Regions from separate parts of the Hordeum vulgare genome. Here all the other regions are linked to region 1. Evidence: chromatin contacts called from public Hi-C data. All regions are on one chromosome and are shown on one strand. The core of a region is the stretch at or near the end of the contact, and the rest is flanking DNA. Distances in the headings are between cores, read along the strand shown.

Region 1 (2,839 bases), core at 122-2,621:
TTATTTAAATTCAAATAAAAAAACATTGGTTTGTCTGAAATAATGTTCAAAATTTATGAATTTTTGGTAGTTTCGAGGGTCAGCAAAATTTTATTGCTTTCCAAATTCGAAACCTTGGTGACACACACAAAAATAAATTTGAAACAAAAAGACGTAACAAAAATTTAGTGCAACTAAATAAACAAGTATACCACTGCTCCCTTCGATCCATATTAAATCAGCATCAATTACCAAAGTTGTACTAAAACAGGGTCAATTAATATGAATCAAAGGGAGTAGTATACATGAACTGTAAACTTTGTTTTCCACTCAAAAAAAGATAAAGAAAAACTATGAACTTTATTTCAGCACGGACGGTAGGCAAATAATACACACAACACAGACAAATCATACACCAGACTAACTACGCTCCCTGCATCATTGCGTTGACGGCGAGCTTGATCCGGTCCTTCTTCCCGGCGAAGTGGGCGGCGAGCTGCTCCCTCGGCGGCAGGCATGCACTGACGGTCGCATCGGAGACGTAGTCCTCCGCCCACCGGCGGAGCGCAGGGAACTCGCCGGCATCAACCAGGCTCGCCCCGGCAACGTCCTCTATCACGCCGAGCAGGTGCGACAGCCCGCAAGCCGCCAGATCCAGATACCCGACCGCGTCGCCGGCGAAGAACCGCTTCCCCTGCAGCCGCGCCTCTAGCAGCGCCAGGTTGGCCTTCGTCTCCCTTACGAACCCCTCCCGCGCTTCCCCGTCGTCCATCCACACCGCCATCCAGAACGGCCTCGAGCACTTCATGTACATAGGCAAGGTTGATCCGCCATGAATGGCCAGCCATGTACACGGTATGTGAAGAAAGTGTGGTACTTGAGAAGAAAATCATACCTTTTGCTCGATGAACTGGGCCCAGAAGCGTGCCATGGCCCTCCCGTAGGTGTCAACGGGGAGGAGCGGCGGGCCGTCGAAGGCCTCGTCCACATATTCGACGATGAGGAGGGACTCTAAGACGGCGGGCCGGTCACCGTGTAAGAGCACCGGCACCGTCTTGTGGATGGGGTTGTGCTTCAGCAGCAGCTCGCTTTTGTTGTTGAGGTCTTCAAGGATGAGCTCAAATGGGACGCCCTTGAGGCGCAGGGCCACCTCAGCGCGGTGGACAAACGGGCTGCCGAAGGCGCCGATGAGCTTCACCGGTTCCGCCATTGCCGATAAGCTTGCTAGGGGTGCTAGACTAGCTTGGATGTCGACATTTATAGGTCTAATGGGAACTGATTGATCCAAATGGTGCTGATGCCTCTTGATGTCCAGCAAAGATCGGACTAACATGCAATTCTTTTGGTAGTTTTGCTTAGTCAACTATCTTATCAGTCAAAAGGAGAAAGATTAAAAAGATTTGTGTCTCAACCGAGTCATTGAAATCGGGTCGATGCTCACTGTTATTGATGCAGGTGCAGGTCAGACAACCGATTTGGTTTACCTAGACAATATAGAATGCAGTGGGCAGATCAAACAGAGGAGATAATATAATCTACCAAAACGATGGTGACTTTGTTTGACATGCGTATCAATTAATGTGGTAGTACTACTATTGTGTACGTTTCCAAGCGAGCAATGGCATCCGAAGAACTTAGAAAAAGGTTGTGAGAGTAGGATGAAAAAAAAAATCCACCCCTTTCCCCTCCCTCGCGCTGCCCCCGCGGGCGTCTGAGGAGAACCTAGGTCGCTGCCGTTCTCCACCCTTCCCTTTCCTCATCCCTCCCCCGCAGCCGGCAGCGTGCGCCGACGGGCAAAGCCCAGTCGGTGTGGGAGGCGGCGGGACCTTCTCTCCCTCCAGCCAGGACGGCGCTGCGCGGGACGTCCCCTCCTGGTGGTGGTGCGGCGCGTGCGTGTGGTGCGGCGGTGTGGCCATGCGTGCTGACGGCGTAGGATGTGGCGTGTGGCGGCAGTGCGGACGGCTGTGCGGTGGAGGGTGGATGCATGCCCTGGGAGGCGACGGTGGCTTGGATCTAGGTCGACGCTTGCAGGAAGTGCGGCCTGACATCTGTTCACGGTGATGAGCGGGCCGGTGCGGGTGCTCCTGGATGGCCAGCCGCCTAGCCCCCTCTTGCTGGTGTGCGGGGTCTCGGGCGGTGGTTGCCGCGTCCTCTCCCCTCGGGCATGAGGCGATGGATGTCGGGATGATGGTCACAGCCTTGGTGCTGGACGGGGGTGACGTTGCACTTCACGTGGAACTGTCGGAGGAGGTCGCTTGCATGTAAGGCTGTCCGTAATAGAAGTATCATAAGTAGTATCATGCATGCCAACTAGGCAAATTCGATGATGTGTCATGGAATTAAATGTAGAAAGAGAGGGTTGAGTATCATATCATGATACCGTATCATATTAAATGATGTACTACTTTGTGTCTTACATGGCAATAAATGAACCATCCTATGATACTATGCATTACGGATGTGGTATCATAGACTAGTATCATATGCATGATACTACTATACGATACTACCCATTACAACCAGCCTAACCACTGCTTGGTGGCCGACCGCCATGGACTGCCTTCGTCCGGACTTGGACTGCCAAATCCGATGTGGCGCCTAATCCTCCTGGTTACGCGCGTTGCTAGTGGGTCGGCGTTGCAGGCGAGCCTCTGGTGCAGAAGTTTGACTTCGTCCTTCCACCCGGGGCCGGCTATTCCTAATGCGTGCTCCGGCGCTTGTGGGTCTGGGAGTCGGAGTTGCCGGATCTAGCCATCTAGGCCACCTCTGGTCAAGCCAATGTTAGATCTTGCAGGCTGGATGGGTGGTGTCCTCACGCTATGGCGTCAGTGAGGGATTGAGGCGTCTTTTGGAGGGGCCG
Region 2 (2,839 bases), core at 215-2,714, 200 kb before region 1:
AGCAGAAAGGATAAAGAATCAATGACCTCCAAACAAAACCCGCCCGATCATTTGTTGTCACCATCATTTCGAAGGTAGAATCGAGGTTTGGCATCTCGTGCATTTCTTCTTGTCCACAAAGACACAAGTCTACTTGTCTTGAAGTAGCATCCACATTATGCCGGTCGTTTCTACGGAAAGGTCGACCGCTCGGTCTTTGTTTCTATCGGAAAATAAATTCTGGTAATGGCATCAATTTTATATATTTTCATCTTGTTGTTTACAATGAGTCATTTATAGAGAAAAAAAGGCGATCGCCACACCTCTTCGTTATCAAAAATAAATTCCGGTAACATCTTCAATTTCACATTTTTTTCTTTATCTTGTGGTTTAGTACAATCAGTCCTTTTGCTTTACGTCTACAAGCTGTAATAACCCGGGAGGATGTTTTTAGAGCAGAGACGTAATTTAACCGTACACACCTGAGGACCCTAACAGTTGTGATATACTCCCCAATTACTTGTCAGCAAAAATGGAAAGAAATGAATACATTGCTAAAATTAAAATATATCTAGATACATCCACTCGTATGACAAAAAATTCCTTACGGAGGGAATAGCGCATAAATACTGCCATTTATGGAAGAATTAATGCGCAAACCCTATATTGCTTGAATGAGGTGCGCCTCAAAAATGTCATGCCCGATATTATCACACACATTACTTGTTGCCTTGAAGCGACGCAAGAGATGATCCCAAATTCACTACTCCCTCCGTTCCTAAATATAAGACCTTTTAAAGATTACACTATGGACTATATACGGATGCATATAGACATATTTTAGAGTATAGATTCACTCATTTTGCTCCGTATGTAGTCTATAGTGTAATCTCTAGAAGGTGTTATATTTAGGAACTGAGGGAGTAGTACCCAGTTACCGTAATAAGGAGTAGTATGCTTATCCTAAGCTCGGTTACCACAAGGATAACCCCGGAGAAGTGAAACCTGAGTTGCCATAAAAGCCTCAGCAAAGTCCAGAGCAAGCAGCAACTGATCTGCCGCAAAACCGATGAAACCCTCCAAGCCGAGCAAAACAGGATGCGGCGTGGCGTGTGGGGTGGCATAGGATATACATATACACGGCACACAGGACCCACGCCCGCAGAGGATATACTCCACGACTCATACTGTACCCCGCACCGCACGCGATCGATCCAGGGCATTCAAAATCTCGCCACCTCCCCCCAACCCCAAGAACCCAAAACCAAACGCATCCATCCACCCCGGCCGCCTCCCCCCTTCCCTTCCCTTCCCGATCCGACCGAATCCACCACCGTCTCGCCATCTCGCCGCCATCAAGACCTTCCTTATTCCTCTGCCCGCACGCGCCCACGCCAGGATCACCACCCCAATCTCCATCTCCATCTCCATCTCCTAGCCTTTCTTTCCTTTCTTGCCCGCCGCCGCCGCCAGAGGAGGAGGCCATGGTGCACTGCAAGCAGCCGCGCAGGAGGCCCGGAGATCCCGCCGGCGGTGTCCGCACGACCGGGGGTCGCGCACGCGCCGGGGGCGGGGCGCCGCCCGGGTACATGCGCCCGACCAGCAGCTCCGGCTCGAGGACCGGCCGGGAGTTTGCTGCCGCGACGCCCTCCGCTCCCGCCGCGCAGCCGGTGGTGCCCAAGGAGGCGGCGCTCGGCGGGGGTACGCCGCTGGCGGCCAGGCCGACGTGCTCCTCCGCGCAGAAGAGCGCCCGCGCCCGCGACCTCTGCGGTGGAGGCGGCGAGGGCCGCCGCGCCTGCCGGTACGCCTACTGCTCCTACAAGGGCCACGCGCCCGCGCCGCCGCCGCTGGGGGCGTTCCTGGCTTCGCGCAGGGGCCTCGTCAAGACGGAGCAGAGCATGAAGCACAGGGGCGTCTCCGCGTTCCGCAGCACCAACACCAATCCCAATCCCAATCCCAGTTCATTCAATGCCGCCGGCAAAGGGGACGGGTTCTTCCTCCAGGTGGCGTGTCCCGGCGCCGGCGCCCGCCCCAAGACGGCCAGCTCGGGCTCCTGCTGCAGCGGCCTCTCCGCCGAGGAGGTGGACTCCCCCTACGTCAACTTCGGTCCCCGGGGTCTCCGGGGCGGGACGGACACGTGGGGCGCCTCCGTCGACGGCTCCTGCGGCTCCAGCGACGTCATCTCGGATGGCTTCGCCGACCTGCCAGCGACCGCCACCTCTCCCTCTCCCTCTACCGGGCGCAAGGAGGGGAATCGCCAAGATGATCAAGAAGCAGCAGAGGAGAAGGAGGAGGAGGACTCTGCTGCCTGCTGCAGGTCTGATATCTCGGAGGAGCTGGGTCCAAGATACCAAGCCAACAACAATATGTCCAAAGGTGAAATTTCTCTTTCTGAACTTGTTCGTTTCTTTCCAGTTTCCACCACATTGAATGAATTCCAGAAACAACTGCTGATCGGCGGCGAACAATGTCGCAATCCTGCAGATTGTGGCGGCTCTTCAGTGGATTCCTCAATGGACGACATATCCAGTGCATTTGCTGGGATGAATTTCCAAGATGTGGGTGCTGATCCTACTGCTGATGGGGCGGCAACCAGCCAGGGGAACAGGTTGACCATGTCCAGGAGAAGAACACCTAGAGGCGGGGAGCGAATCCGGGCATTCAACCCCAGGGCCCCAAACTTTCTTCCAGTGGTGCCTGATCCGGATGCTGAAAAGGTTGATCTCAGGCATCAGATGGCCGATGATCGCAAGAATGCCGAGGAGTGGATGGTTGACTATGCGCTTAGGAGGACAGTGAACAAGCTGGCCCGTGCTCAGAAGAGGAAGGTGGAGATGCTTGTCCAGGCCTTTGAAACTGT
Region 3 (2,839 bases), core at 223-2,722, 130 kb after region 1:
ACAGAGATGAGCAAGCGCCATCTCTGCCACCTCGATGGGGAGATGGCCAAGTACATTGAGGAGTGATCTCACATCGAGATCGCCACCGCGAATGCCGCCTCCTCCAAGGTCCACCGGCCTCTCCCCTCACCTACATTTTCGATGGCTGCGGCTGCCCCATGCACGATGGAGGAGGAGCAGAGAGGATCATCCGCGAGCAACATGTGGCTTCCGGGAAGCCCTGCCGCGATGCTGCCACCTTTCGTCGCGTGAAGCCCGACTTCGACGAAGAAGCGGGCGACAATGACAGAGGAGCCGCTAGCCAACCCGACATGGTGTACGAGGTCGTCGGCAAGTGTAGGGTACTTTAGGGTTTTACGTACACATTATCCTATTTAAATGAAAATTGCCGTGTTTATATCAAAATTGGCCCGGTTTGCACAAAGTTCGCCTGGTTGGTTTGAATTGTTATCAAAAAATATGCAGTTACAGATGAATGGCATCCTTCCATGTCCGTGTGTGCGGACAGATACATGAGAAAAATTATGGGTTGCCATTGGAGATGCTCTTACGATGAAATGAGCATAAATGTTTAGTTTTCTTGAGATGCAACCAACTCACTAGTGTTTAATAAGTCCTAAACTTAATATTGGTGATCACATTTACAGTATTTATTTTAGACTTTCGGCCATATCTGTTCAATGAAAAGAAGACATTCACGATAACTACAAGACACCTGCAGTGATTTTGTTAATTTCAAAATGCGTTGTCGACTAAAGTATTTTAAAGTCGATCATAAAGATAAGGTGTGTGTTTATAGGATTGAGTATACGCATTTGTATGTTGGCACCTACGATTCACTGTGTTGAAAAAACTGTGGCATTATGCCACATATAGATAACTACAGTATCATGTTCCTTTACGGAATATTAGAGACATGCCACCTTCATTTTTTTGTCAAATGTTGGCTCACTTGTGTTGACCCATGCGTCCGTCAAGTTTGTGGATTGGCACGACCGAAGCGTGGCAAACTATTGGCTATATATATATGTACACAAAACACAAAACGAAGCGTGGAGAACCATCGGCCACGGACCGAGCGAGCATGGGTCGAGACGAGGGCCAACGTTCGCCGGAGTTCAAGATGCAGAGTGGGGGTGACTTGCCGGCGCGGCGAAAGAGACGCACCGGCGCACCGGAAAAGGATTCCACAGCACAGCACGTACGCAAAGGGGAGGGACGAGGGAGAGGGAGCCTCAGCCGCCCGTGGACAGGGTCATCGCGGCCGTTTGCGCAATCCGGTAAAAAAACCGCGACGGGCCCGGCCCGCGCGGGCCCACCGTCAGTGGGCGCACGCGCAACCTCCAGCGCGGCCCACGCACAGCTAGCCACGCACACCTTCCTGTGTTCCTTCCTCCGATTCCTCATCAATGGCGCCCCCGCCCGCGACCCCCTCTATAAATACCCGACCTCCCGCTCCGGAACTAACCTGCAACCGACCACCGCCGAGCACGCCACCGAATCCAATCGAGTCGAGCCAATCATAGACAAGGGTTTCTTCGGCCGTTGCCAGCGCCGGTAAGGAAGCAGACGACGATGGGCAAGATCAAGATGCCGTCGCTGTTCCGCCGCCGCTCGTCCTCCAAGTCGCGGTCTTCCTCGCCGCCGCCGCCGCAGCAGCAGGAGGAGGAGGGGGACCGGGCGGCGTCGGGCGCGGGGTCCCCGGCGCGGACGGCGGAGGAGGAGATGGAGCGGGTGTTCCGCAAGTTCGACGCCAACGGCGACGGCCGGATCTCGCGGCCGGAGCTGGCGGCCCTCTTCGAGAGCCTGGGCCACGCGGCGACCGACGACGAGCTGTCCCGCATGATGGCGGAGGCGGACGCGGACGGCGACGGCTTCATCAGCCTGGCGGAGTTCGCGGCGCTGAACGCGACCGCGGCGGGCGACGACGAGGAGGACCTGCGGCTCGCCTTCAAGGTGTTCGACGCGGACGGCAGCGGCGCCATCTCCGCCGCCGAGCTGGCGCGCGTGCTCCACGGCCTCGGCGAGAAGGCCACGGTCCAGCAGTGCCGCCGCATGATCGAGGGCGTCGATAAGAACGGCGACGGCCTCATCTCCTTCGACGAGTTCAAGGTCATGATGGCCTCCGGCTTCGCCGCCAAGATGGCATGATCTCTCCCTCCCTCCCTCCATCCTCTTCTTGGTTCCTTCATCGATTTCGTCCTCTCGCGTGTGTGCGTGCGTGCGGCGCGGATTAAGTGCGAATTAAGTGTACATAACTCAAGGATTAAAAGGGCGGCCATTACTAGAGCGTAGTACTAGTACGTTAGCAGATTCTTTGCTTCTTTCTCTTCGTTTCTTCCCTTCGTGGTGCCGAGTAATAATAACTATCTACAAATGTCGTCTGAAGCGAGTAATTTGTCTCGCGGATATGGATCTGAGATCAAAGGAATTGATATGGTTTTAATGGACACTTTGCAGCATTGTTGTTCGATGTCATCTCTGCTTTCGGTTTCAACTTCTTTTCACGCGTTTGTGAGCTGTGGGTGGTTACTTGTGTGGACCAGATTATTATTTCTAGATGATTGGGATGTCTGGATCTGTTTTTCTGTTTCGAATCCGGATGGATGGATGTATGGACGCCCGTAGCCTGGAAACTGCAGCTCCTCGTCTTCTTGTTTGGTTTCGCAGTCGCGTCCAAGAGGGTCCTCGTGTTCAGAGCATGGATTATTCAAGTGGATCCGGAATTCTAGACCCCGGCAGCAGGTTCGAGACTTTTTAGTTGTTGACAAATATTTACTGCCTACTCGTTTCTAGTACCAGTACCGCTTTCTTGCTGTTGTAAAAGTGTCGTTGTGTA

What was found. A called contact is a pair of places that touch in the nucleus more often than the background predicts.
Region 2: a contact with region 1 is called in a Hi-C map of seedling, with 2.5 times the contacts expected there. The contact joins the promoter of LOC123442180 here to the promoter of LOC123440936 in region 1. A contact is called at or near these places in 2 of 6 Hi-C or Micro-C datasets (leaf and seedling).
Region 3: a contact with region 1 is called in a Hi-C map of an unstated tissue, with 5 times the contacts expected there. The contact joins the promoter of LOC123445492 here to the promoter of LOC123440936 in region 1. A contact is called at or near these places in 4 of 6 Hi-C or Micro-C datasets (leaf, seedling and an unstated tissue).

What each region holds. Positions count from the first base shown.
Region 1 is chr3H:596,805,934-596,808,772 of MorexV3_pseudomolecules_assembly, reverse strand. It overlaps LOC123440936 (probable glutathione S-transferase), which reads right to left and starts at 1,371. Exons shown (of 2, transcript XM_045117473.1): 1 at 875-1,371; 2 at 321-781. The coding sequence starts at 1,312. The coding sequence ends at 404.
Region 2 is chr3H:597,001,306-597,004,144 of MorexV3_pseudomolecules_assembly, reverse strand. It overlaps LOC123442180 (calmodulin binding protein PICBP-like), which reads left to right and starts at 1,464. Exons shown (of 3, transcript XM_045118249.1): 1 at 1,464-2,355; 2 at 2,464-2,839. The coding sequence starts at 1,464.
Region 3 is chr3H:596,673,460-596,676,298 of MorexV3_pseudomolecules_assembly, reverse strand. LOC123445492 (probable calcium-binding protein CML10) reads left to right here and starts at 1,472. Exons shown (of 1, transcript XM_045122484.1): 1 at 1,472-2,450. The coding sequence starts at 1,576. The coding sequence ends at 2,151.